Linked DNA regions of Danio rerio: region 1 is linked to region 2. A link is a contact called in public Hi-C data. All regions are on one chromosome and are shown on one strand. Each heading gives the region's core, a stretch centred on a gene start, on an enhancer-like site or on the middle of the called end of the contact. The rest is flanking DNA. Distances are from core to core; before and after follow the strand shown.

Evidence for each region. A called contact is a pair of places that touch in the nucleus more often than the background predicts.
Region 1: a Hi-C map of an unstated tissue shows a contact between it and region 2, with 2.3 times the contacts expected there. The contact joins the enhancer-like site here to the promoter of ttc23 in region 2. A contact is called at or near these places in 2 of 18 Hi-C or Micro-C datasets (caudal fin and an unstated tissue).

The regions. Positions count from the first base shown.
Region 1 is chr18:22,323,867-22,330,018 of GRCz12tu, reverse strand. All of the region lies in intron 2 of igf1ra (insulin-like growth factor 1a receptor), which reads left to right. Among named protein-coding and RNA genes, the nearest start is that of synm, 69 kb to the right of the region's middle. Within about 2 kb of position 1,893, at least 27 of the 62 cell types and tissues checked have an H3K27ac peak or open chromatin away from gene starts, as enhancers often do.
Region 2 is chr18:22,212,741-22,219,105 of GRCz12tu, reverse strand. It overlaps ttc23 (tetratricopeptide repeat domain 23), which reads right to left and starts at 4,852. Exons shown (of 11, transcript XM_073930314.1): 1 at 4,602-4,852; 2 at 3,638-3,809; 3 at 3,293-3,416; 4 at 2,135-2,276; 5 at 1,807-1,932. The coding sequence starts at 4,675.

The DNA of each region.
Region 1 (6,152 bases), core at 644-3,143, 110 kb before region 2:
ATGGAGTGAGGGGTCGGACCGCAGGTCTGCTTTGGGGTGGCGGTGGTCGAGCAGTGTAACCGGAGAGTGTTTGAGAGAGCACATGCTGAAACACACGTGAACGCTTTAGGCTCGCTAGCAGACTTGATGATGTACGGGATATTGCTGTTGAAGATCCTTTGGAATGAGTCTGAGGGTTTGTTTCAATTTTTTAATCATTACTGTAAAAAATACTGGGTTCCACAAGATCAATTTGTGTTGGGGGGAACATGAAGGAATTAAGTTTACTTGTTAGGTTTTACAAATTTAAGTGGATTGAACATAAAGCAATTAGGTTGTCGCCAAAGAAAAAAACCCTCAAGAATTGTGTTGTTTCAGCTCATTTTAAATAAGTAGTTTAAAACAAACATTCATTCATTCATTTTCTTCTCAGCTTAGTGCCTTTATTAATCTGGGATCGCCACAGCCGAATGAACCACCAACTTATCCAGCTACCCATCTCTGGGAAACATCCATACACTCTCATTCACACACATACACATTCGGAAATTTTTTAGCTTACCCAATTCACCTGTCCGCATGTCTTTGGACTTGTGGGGGAAACCGGAGCACCCGGAGGAAACCCACGAGAACATGAAAACTCCACAGAGAAATGCAACTGACCCAGCTGAGGCTCGAACCAGCGACCTTCTTACTGTGAGGCAACAGCACTACATACTGCGCCACCGCGTTGCCCCAGTTTGAACAAACAACATTTTTAAAAATTATGTAAAGAAGAGGTGCCCAAACTTTTTCTTTGCGTTATCCTAGTTTTTGCCTTGAATATGCGATGCGTAGTCCTCTATTTGTCAAGTGACAGTCATTTATATATCGTTTCAGCATTGATATCGTAATGTGATCATTCAAAATGGTCACATCGCAAGTATATGCAATGTTGAGTCTGGATTATAATTTGTGTTTTTTGAGGCCTGTGGCTGTGTGCTGGTTTTAAATGCATTCAGGCATTTGAAAAATTATTATGATTAATTTTATGGAATTGTTTATAAAACGAAAACTTTGCAGTATTATTTTACATTTGATTATTCAATTACTTTATACCTGTAATAAAAAAATATCGCTATGCGTAATTTTTCCAACAACGTGCAGCAGTATTTACATTTTAAAAACTCAGATTCATTAATTGAAACATTTAATTTTTGTTTACTTTTTTGTAGCTTTTTAGTAGTAATAGTAATTTGTTGTGAATTTACATAATATATTTTACTGTGAAAGTAATGCAATTATTAGCCAGTAATTTACTGTAAATTTAAGGTCCAGTTTTTTACAGTGCAAGTAGAAAAAAAAGAGAACTGAAGTCAAAACAATTGTTGCATATTTTGTCATATCTTAACAATCTTTTTTGATTAAAAAATAATTCTAAAATTAATAGATTTACTGCTTATACAAATATTAATCTAATACTAATAATTCTTAATTATATATGTAGCTATAATGTAATATTAAGTTTATTGTAGTTAAAAGTAAAACCAAATTTGCTATACCTTTGCTTGAGCTACTGTAAGATCAAAATGAAAATTTAAAAATAAAAAGTAGCTAAAAAGATTCCAAATATAATCCTTTTTTTTAAATATTTGCTTTGTCAAAGTAAAAAAACAATATATTTTTTCACTTTTTAGTTTATATATATATATATATATATATATATATATATATATATATATATACTACAGACACACACACACTGTCAAGTAGAGCAGTCTAGCCATCGGATGAAGTGCATATGTGATTGTTACATTGCTTATCCTCCCTCTACCCACACCAGCAGGACTTGTTTACCACTTCTCTACTTCAGTCAATGACATGCCAATCATTGTGGTCCCACCCCCTCTGCTCTCATATCGGTCCAGCTGTTCACAACCTAGCCCCGCCCCGTCAGCATTTACTATCAAAACATGCTGTGCTGATGGTAAGTTCAGACATCAGACAGTTGAGTTACAGTAACAGCAGTGATGATGAATAGATATTCTTTCCTAGGGTTATTTGTAGTGTTGAGCATTTCATTTTTTTTTAACCTAAAGTCTGTGAAGAATGTTTTGTGAAAGACAGATTTATATATTATATTATATTATATTATATTATATTATATTATATTATATTATATTATATTATATTATATTATATTATATTATGTTATATGATATTATATTATGTTATATGATATTATATTATATTATATTCAAGGATCTAATGTTATTAAAACTTGTTTTACACTGTTTTCTCATTTTTATCATATATTTTATTTCTTTCAGATAATCATTCACTCACATTCCTGATGTTTTTATCTATAACAACAAAATAGAAAATATTTTATTTTTATTTTATTTTTATGTTCACATAATCTTTGCGCATGCATGAAAACCTGTAATAATATTTTCAAAATAATAATTGTATAAAAACATTATAAATTTCATTCATATAAGTAGGGCTGAGTAAATGATGCACATTCAGACACAGGTAACAATCATTATTATAGTTATTAATAATTATTATTAATGGTTCTAATAATGCTAACAATATCGATCTTTTTTTTTGTTAACGTAAGTCATAACCTCTAGAAAGCAACAACTAGATATTATTATGTTACATTATTATATGTTTCTGTATTACCTATGTATTTATGTATTGTTTTATACATTATAATTAAATCAATGAGTAAAATTTGATTTTTATCGTTGCTTGGGAAGAACAATTAAGCACAATAATTATACATTTGTTTAGTGTTATTGGTTGGTTATTGCTATAAAAGACCTATTATATTATATTATATTATATTATATTATATTATATTATATACAGTATTATTAGTCATAGGAAGAACGTTATATACAGTTCCACTGAACATAATTCATAATTGTTTCTGCCTAATCATCTTTACACACCCTTATGTTGTTATTAATCCTCAAGAATCTAGATTTCGTAATGCATGGCTGCAGTCTAGACACCTCAGCCTTTATAAACATCCTAGTACTGCTTAACAAATCCATCTGCATCTTGCATGATCAGAAAACTGATGCGAAGCAATATCCATTTAAGCAATGCTCAATATTTTATTGCAAAACGTGCATCGTGCACGACTCCAGACACACGCTCGTTGCCTCAGCATAAGGGTGGCTGTCTGCATTATTGTGTCTCCCCTCAGTGGATTTGTTTTGCACCATAGAGGAGACGTTTGCTAGTCTGCCTGCACCGGGGCCTCTCGCCGCCGGGTCACATTATCCCAAATCTAAGATTACAAACATCCCTCAACCCTCCTCGAGTCAGATCTGCCTTCAGATGCATGAATCTGTCATTTAGGCATACGGCTTGCGTTCGCTCCAGCGCTGCGTTTGAGTGTTATGGAATTCAAGACTGGCTAGCCTTTTTTTTTTCTCCCCCTACATGCGCATGTGCTATAGCAGCATGACGCACAAGCATTTTTTTCAGCTTTAGGGAATGCTATTGAAGCACATTAAACTGTGATCCAAGCAGCACATGATGCATTAATGAAAAAAGGAGACAGAAATGGCTGACATTGAAACAAAACAATAAACTGCACTAGTGAAGGAATCATATAATTTAAGCAAAATATCCCCTCGTGTTTTCGTTTTTTGTCCTGAAATGTGTTTTTGTGGCTGGTGCCGAGCCCAAGAGGATTAACATTCTGCTCTGAGATTACCCGTTTTCAACATTCGAGTTATTCTTCACACAGCCCACTGAGTTAAGACCCTAAGACAGAGCGTCATCCAAGTGTGTCAGTGGGTTCGTGCGGGGATAATAACGCTGTTTTGACCACATTCCTCTTAAAAAAATTGCGTCCATACAGAAGATATTGTGTTTAACCTTTTATATAATGAGTCCAGATGTCATTTCTGAGGACTTTTGTGTCGTGGTGCAGTGTGCATGTGGTCTGAGCGACGGCTCTCACAGACAGGAGGAAAAGGGAGGGCTGGTCAGCGAGTGCTTGTGTCCCTCATGACTGTTTAAAAGAGCAGACAGGGTCAGTCACATCAGGACCGTCACGCCACAGGGCCCTGCGCTAGTGTGCCGCTTCAATAAACAGGCCAGATAATGTGTAACCTTCATGTTTAGAGAGTTATTTTCATGGTTTGGAGAACGACAGGCTGATTCCGGACATAACAATTGTGTCCATTTTCCTTCTAGGGAAACTTATTTTTAAGTTATTGAGACTTTGTAAACAACGGTCGAGACATATGTCCACATCATTGCAACTTATTTTAAAATTGTACATTTTATTAGCAAATTTTGTGGTGACTAAACAACATTACCAACAATCCTGCATCAAATTCAACCAATCAGAGGGTGCAAGGCATCTGTTCACAAGATTGCGGCTTATTTCAAAGTTGTGCATATTAAATAGCAGAATTTGTGGTGGATAAACTACATTAACCACAATGATGCAGCAGATTCCACCAATCTGTTCACAAAATGTGTAACTTTTATTAAAATTGTACATTTTATTAGCCGTTTTTATAGTAGATGAACTAAATTACCCACAACGCTGCTGGCTTCAAATTCCACCAATCAGAGGGAGCAAGGCATCTTATTTTAAAACTGTACATTTTTAATAGCCGATTTTGTGGTGGATAAACTACATTACCCACAATGCTGCTGCATGGCTGCAAATTCTACCAATCAGAGGGAGCAAGGCAAGTGATTATGAAACTGCAACTTATGTCAAAGTTGTGCTTATTAAATAGCACATTTTGTGGTGGGTAAACTACATTACCCACATTGCTGCAGCTGATTCCACCAATCAGAGGGAGCAAGGCATCTGTTCACAAAATTGCAGCTTATTTTAAAACTACATTTTTATTTGGCGATTTTGTGGTGGATAAACTACATTACCCACAATGGCACTGGCTGCAAATTTCACCAATCAGAGGCGGCAAGGCTTCTGTTTACAAACTTGCAGCTCATTTCAAAATTGTACATTTTTAACGGCCATTTTGTGGTGTATAAAACTACATTACCCACAATGCTAATTTACTAGGATATTCTGGGAGTTTGCTAGGATGTTGATTGAAGTTGCTAAGGTTTTGTAACTGTTTGCTACTAGAGTGTTCTGTGGTTACTACGGTGTCCTGTGTGGTTGCTAAAGTGTTGCCGTTTGGTTGCTTGGTTGTTCTTGGTGGTTGTGAGGATGATAGACCCTCTTTAATATTCTACTGAAGAGGAAAATAGCCAATATCTTGAATGGCCTGATGTGCAAAATCCTTTTGGGGTTAAATGTTGCTTTAAATGTGTTCTTTAGATGTAGTGTGTTTTGATGCACCATTACCTTCCTAGTTAGGCAGTGCAGCCCTATTGTGACGTAGTGGAAATCCTCCATGCCTGGCATAGCTGAGCATAGAGCCCTGCAGTGTGGAAATAGGTGCGCCATTGCCACCAACTATAAATAAAAGAACATATTCTTGCTTTATCGTCCTGATCGGGATACTGTGTTTCTGTTTTAATGGTTCATTCTTCAGTCAGCCCTAAGCGTCCTCCTTTGCACCAGAAGGCCCGCATGTCTGAAATATTTCCTCATTGAGGGATCATCTCTCTGTGTGGGGATGGAGGAGCAGTTTGCTTTGGGTGCCCCCTTTTGGTGGCAATCCAAATAATGAATAACATCCTGCTTCCACTCACCATGGCTGTGTGTTTAAAAGGATTAGAGAACACTTGCGAGCCAGGAATGCTTATGTTTAGGCTTTTTAGCTGGAGTGTAACTCAATTCTCAGGTAGTTAGAGGACATTGGGATTTTTAAGGAGACGTGAACAAGTCAGTTAGGGTTGGAATTAGAGCTGGAAATTGTGCTGCTATTAATAGACCATAAAAGGGCCATGTGGCTATTTAAGGAAATGCAGTTCTCATTTACAGCTCTGTGCTATGCCTGGTTTGATGTGTGATGTGTGATAAAATTTCACAAATACTGATGTATCTAGATTTAGAAAGATAAGGATTATCTCAGTGGACACAATAAAGTGAAAACGAAATCTATTTCCTTTATAAAGTTTTAATAACATTAGAAAGCGACAGATCTTTTTTTCTTATTGATGTATACACTTGACTGTGAGCTATTAAAAAAAAAAAGATTAATTTTATAGGCAGCCTATAAAAAATAAACACACAA
Region 2 (6,365 bases), core at 3,603-6,102:
CGAACAGACATAAGAAAACGAACACGCATCAATTTTCAGTTCTGTCAAGGCCAAAAAATCTTAACCAGCCGGTCTCTAATAAGAGCTGATGTAAATATGTGCTTAGATTCATGTCAGTATGATAGTGATACGCTGACACTGAGGTTCACTCTTTCATGGCCTTCATCCGGATGAAAAAGCTGTAAGCTTGGGTCATTGTTTCAGGGTTTTGTGTTGGTATGTGTTGATAGCGCAGGCTCGCTCATTTCAAATATGTCAACACTGGCTTTACAGTTAAAGGCAGAAGAATTAGAAAGCTTTCATCGCAATCACACATGCACATTCTCTGGGAACACAAAGCCGGCTGACAAACCGATGAAAACACAACCTGCTAAATGGAAAAAACCCATAATGTAAACGCGTAATAAATGAGCTTTACTGTGTAGCAATGTATCTTCACCAACACAGATGCCATTACTTACATAACAAAGAGCAGCAATAATAAAACCTGAGATGGCCCAAAGAGATCTACTGTCACTCCACACTCACAAAATAAACACAGCTGGCAGACAAACCACAGTCGTTCATTGTCACAGTCAAGACCGGTGAGAGCAGCCATAATAAACACTAGGATCAATACAAGCTATTGAACAAGCTAATCAAGTCCTCCTGTGGGAACTATTACCCCTGAGAAACAAAAGACCTGTTCAATAATGTGAGCCTTCACATCTAAAGTAAAAATTTCCTAAATAATAAAACAATGCCTAAATCAAAAGACCTACTCCACATCTGTATGCTATGTAGTACACTTGCTTCATATGTGCACTGTAAAAAATGCTGGGTTCCACGCAATTCCTCCATGTTGTCCCAACACAAATCACTTTAAGATAACTTCATCGTTTTTACAAATTTAAGTGGGTTAAACATAAAACAATTAAGTTGTCTAAAAAAAAAAACCTTGAGAATTGTGTTGCTTTAACTCATTTTAAATAATGTGTTTAATAAAATAATAAACACAACATAGTTTTTTTTCTGAGTTGTATGGAATTTACATTACACATATTTGATATGATGAATTAATTGGTTTCTCTGTCATTCAAAAAAAGCAATGGTCAAGAATCAGGCATGTGTGTGTGAAATTTGGCATTCTATTGTAATGCTGTTAAGATGTTTTGTGGACGAGGAGCACCACCTTGTGGTGAAAACTTGGATTTGTTTATACTGTTTTAGTTTTAGCTTGCAGTCCTATTGAAATGCAGGAGGTTTGTGTAATCATTACTTTGTTTTCCAAAAGCTCTTAAATACAACAACATCTATCATAGCAACAAACTCAGATGCATATATAAAAGTATTTTCCTGGTTAAACATGTGCCAGAGTTAACTTGGGAGTGATGCCAGGAAAACATGGGTTTAAATCTGAACCTGATATTTGAAACTTGAAAGTCAAAAGAAATAAATAGACCACAGCATGTGATTCACTGTAGAGCTTTGTGAAAATATCAATGTAGACTCGACTTCAATGCTATATTTTAAGCCTGTAGACAACTAACTTCATGTGTTTATTATTTCATAAACAGACAGTGCAAAGTGATTATGATGTCTCTAAGGACAAATACAAAATTAGTCTCTTTTGTTTTAGTTTTAGATTTGAACATTTATGCAGGGTATCAAAATAAAAGAAAGAAAATAAAAGGATTAAAAGAAAGGCAAACACTTCAGTACTTCTCAAAAAATGCAATAATTTTTTGTTATATTGTGCCTTTTGGTATTTCAGCTATGATATTACAGCCGGACAAAACAATAATCCAAATAAAAGTGCTCAATTACCTTGCTAAATTTGTAAATATTTCATACTCCGTGGCCAGTCTGTCCTCCTTTCCAGTGGCTTCTTGTGCTACTATGTCTCCTAAGACGATCTCTGCCTTCTGAAAGCTTGACTCGGCTTCTGCTAAAGTTCACATAGTTAAGAACTCATAACAGGTCAATTAACCTATAACTGAACTTTTATCTGGAACAACAGTCCATTTGACAAATTATCCACTCTTTTCTACTCCAAAGGCAAAGTTTAATAATGTCAAATACACATATTATATCCCTAAAAGATGCTCTTAAGAATATAATATATGAATATGAATGCTTTTGTAAACAAGGATATTTTCCAAGATGCAGAGCAGCACTTCCATGAGTTTGATGTATGGAAAGAAAGCAGTTAAGGCAGCTCAATCTCTCCTCCTGCTGACACAAACTGAGTACTTCATGTGCTTGCGATGCATGTTCCTGTGCTTGATGTGCCCATCCTGGAAAACGAGAAGGACAAACAGAGTAGTTTTGTTTCAATGATAATATGTTTGATGTTCATTATTCTTATTTATATGTATTTAAATGCATTACATAAATAAAGGTTCAGACTTTTTTTGGCTATTAATTTACTCACACTCATGTAAAAAATGCTATTTTTCTTCAGTAGAACATGAAAAAAGATTTCAGCTGAAAGCGTAATCTTTAGTAATTCATAAAATGCAAGTCAACAGCTATCAGTAAATTGAGTGAAAAAACACTAATGAAGCTAAATGATGCAAGGAACTGTACATTTTTACAACATTATTATCTTCAATCCGCAGCCTTGGCTAATAATCAGTTGTGTATTTTCTCAATAGTCTAAACAGCAGTCATGACAGATACTAATGTTGTAGCGGTATTTATTTGGCTAATAAAATGGGTTGGACGCCAGGGTTAGAAAACCCCACTACAGTTATTAAAATAATTTCATTTATGAAAAAAATTACTATTCAACAAATGTATGAATAAATCAAGTAAACCAAAATCAAATGTTCTAAATCAATGCATTAAAAAGGGGGAAAAAACAGAAACAAAGCAAACAAGCTTTAACTTCAACATATTTTTGCTCAACGCATAAACCAAACACACTTATATTTCCAGGCCCAGGCACAATACATATTAAAACACTTTACAATGCAATCAACAGGTGATAAAATATAAAATTAGTTTCCATATAATATATAAATATAAAGACTATAAGTAAGATATAAATAACGTAAGATATAATAACATTTAAATCAGGTAAATCACTTCAGAATATATAAAACCAATATTAATCAAATTTACGCACAAACAAATAATATTAATTCAAAGCCAAAATCATCACACATTAACAAATTTAGATAACTCGTTCTTGCAATTTTAAAATAGTAGATTTTCCATTTGTCCGTGCTGAAACAACTGTGTAATCAAAGGACCTGAGATAAAATAAACAGCAATTTTTTGGGGTGAACTGTCCCTTTAATAATTTTACCTTTGTATTGCAAGTAAGCTTTAGCTAGTCTTGACTGGGCTTGGGCCACTGCAAAATGCTCATTTCCATAAACCAGTCTGCTCAGTGCCAGGCAGCGGATAAGCTCTTGGATACATGGGTCATACTGCAAGGTCAAACAAATATCAAACAATCAACTACTAGACAAATGAAAATACCATGATTCTATAGAAGTATTTAAAAGAGATAGAGAGAATACATTATTGTGAACATGCCTGGTGTGATTTTTTTTATTATGATAATGTATTATTGATATGCTGTGGGACTAATATGGTTACCTAACGCATAATTTATATATTGCAGAGCACAGTATTATTCTATGCATACCTCTTCACTATCAGCAAAAGAATGAGCCCGTCTCTCACAAAGAGATAGTTTCTCTGCAGGAGTAATCATGCTGTAATTCTTTCCATCTTCTTTCTGTGAGATTATTGTTGAATCTGCTTCCTGAAGGTATTCTCCAGAACTGCCACTGCTGCTCATGTTGAAGCTGGTGAATCTGCAAAAGTTCTGAGCTAAGCAGTTTTTCAAAACATGATGAATTATACCTACAATATTAGGTGTTGAGAAACATCCCCCTTTCACTGCATGGAGTTCGGATGTAAAAAAAAAAATTAAGTACCATTTGATTTTTTTCTTCTAAAATGCATATTTCCAATAGCGGTAAAGTTAAAGTTGATTTTATATTCACATATTCATTCATTTAGAAGTCTCTATACTGTTTACCATGTTACTTTGAATATTCGATTGGAATTAGCATGCAAGTGTGACTTGAAAACAACATTAACACTGTTTGTTTGACTGTGAACAATGTTGTACTTTGATAGTCATTGGCGGGTAATATGATTTCACTGTTTAGAGTTTGCAAATAATACTTTTATAAATTTTTATTATTAAGGGGAAAGTCTGAATGTGCGAATATAAAACCAACTTTACCTCTATATATTACCACAGCCTCTCATGTTTCTGTAAACCTAATTCACTTTTTAAAGATAATAAAAAATCTATTCTCTGCTATTAAAGTGAAATCACAAAACCTACATACAGAAAACTAAAAGAAAAAGTGTGTTTTAGAAGACAATTTCAGATGGCACTTCTGCATCTGAATGAGAAATTGGTCAGAGTAGGAGTTGAGCTGAGAGCTGAGGAGTCCCTAACAATCTCATTCTGACCCCTCATTTTGTTTTCCCACAGACCAAATAATGTCAAACTGGTTTTAAACGACTAGAAAGAGAAAATAATAAGAGAATGTTCCGTTTTTGACTGAACTATTAGAAAAATGAATACATACGATTCATCCAGCGCAGTGACTGAGCAGTCCTGCTGTGATGCGCCAAACGGTCCGCTGTGCGGTGCCAGGCTCATTTTAATGGCGAAGGCAAATGACACTGAGCAGTCAAATTACAGTACAAGCCGGCTTTTGATTGATGGTAAGAATGATTTCTCTTTTATATTGCTCTTCAAAGACTGCAACGATCTTTTCAGGCACACTGGAAGTCAGAGCTGTGCCTGTGCAACCGAGAAACGACTATCACGAAACCCAAACAAACGCTGTGATTGGCTGATTCCTACACATGGGCGGGTCATGTGACTCTCAAGTCACTACATTGATAAATAATAATTGAGCATTTTAACGCCATAATGCTTCTGTTCTTACATACATCTGAACCTTTATATTTTTAGCAGTAAATTTCTTCAGAAGTATTTTAAATCTTTCCAATAATGTACATGTTGGAAATTGCTCATTTATAATTGAATATTTAAAATGTAGTACCTCGTAAAAATAGTAATAATTTATGATTATCTAATTCAATATCTTATGCGTTTATCAAATTTTTAACATTTACAATAATACTGCATTTATAGAAAAAAGGTCCCATTTAAGTAGCCTACTAAATATTAAGTGTCCTATAGTCTTTGTTAATTCATTCATTAATTTTCTTTTCGGCTTAGTCCCTTTATTAATCAGGGGTCGCCACAGCGGAATGGACTGCCAACTTATCCAGCATATGTTTAACACAGAGGATGCCTTTCGAGCTGCAACACAGTACTGGGAAACATTCATACACTCTCATTCACACACATACACTATGGACAATTTAGCTTACCTAATTCAAAGCCACCACACCGCTCAGCGTCTTTGTTAATAGTTTTTAGTAAAATTGCTAAATTGTTAACCGAGGGAGTGCTAACCTGAAGGACTTTATTAGGTTACCTATAGTTAGGTTATCCATTTATATTTATGGCAGAAAGAAAAACCGTTTATGCATGTTGACAGCAGAGTTTATTATAAATACTTTAAATTATACATAAATAAATTACAGACAATATTGTATATAGTGATATACCTGTTCATACATTTTTCAATTTTGTAAAATATTTTTATTCTCTATTTACTACTTTCTTTCTTAATGCCTTTATTATCTGTGATTTTTTTTGTCCAGTACTCTCATTCTGTTGAACTATGGAAACAGAATACATGAATACAAGTTGCTTGTATGTGTAAACATCCCAATACAGCTCTTTCTGATTCTGATAATAAATTGGATTTCAATGGGATTGTGTAGCCTATAAATAAACTAAAACCCCATTGCTGAGTATATGTATTGCAAATGGCCATCTATTTTGAAAAAAACATGAACCACATTATCATAAGCCCACATTGTGGGTAGCTGACATGCAGTGCATTATGAACAGGTCTTATATAGCCTGCAAAACAACAAAGGTATCCAATTACAACCTTGAGCATTCAGTCGTCTTGAGGGTTTAATACCACTTAAAAAATATTTAAGACTGAAACATTTAAGGACAGTGAGCAATTCATTTAAGATATTACAGTTTTTCCCAGTGGCTTTTGTGCATTTCTCACAACACTATTTACATTTGCACAACAGTTAATGCATTTCTCAAAACAATTAGTCATTTGTGCACATCATAGTAGCATAGTAGTTTCATAGTAGTTTCTCATTATTTTCAACAAATTGCAGATGCATTTGGACATGCATTAATTGCTTATACAACTCTCTGCTATTTTATAAAATCATCATTTGCTTAT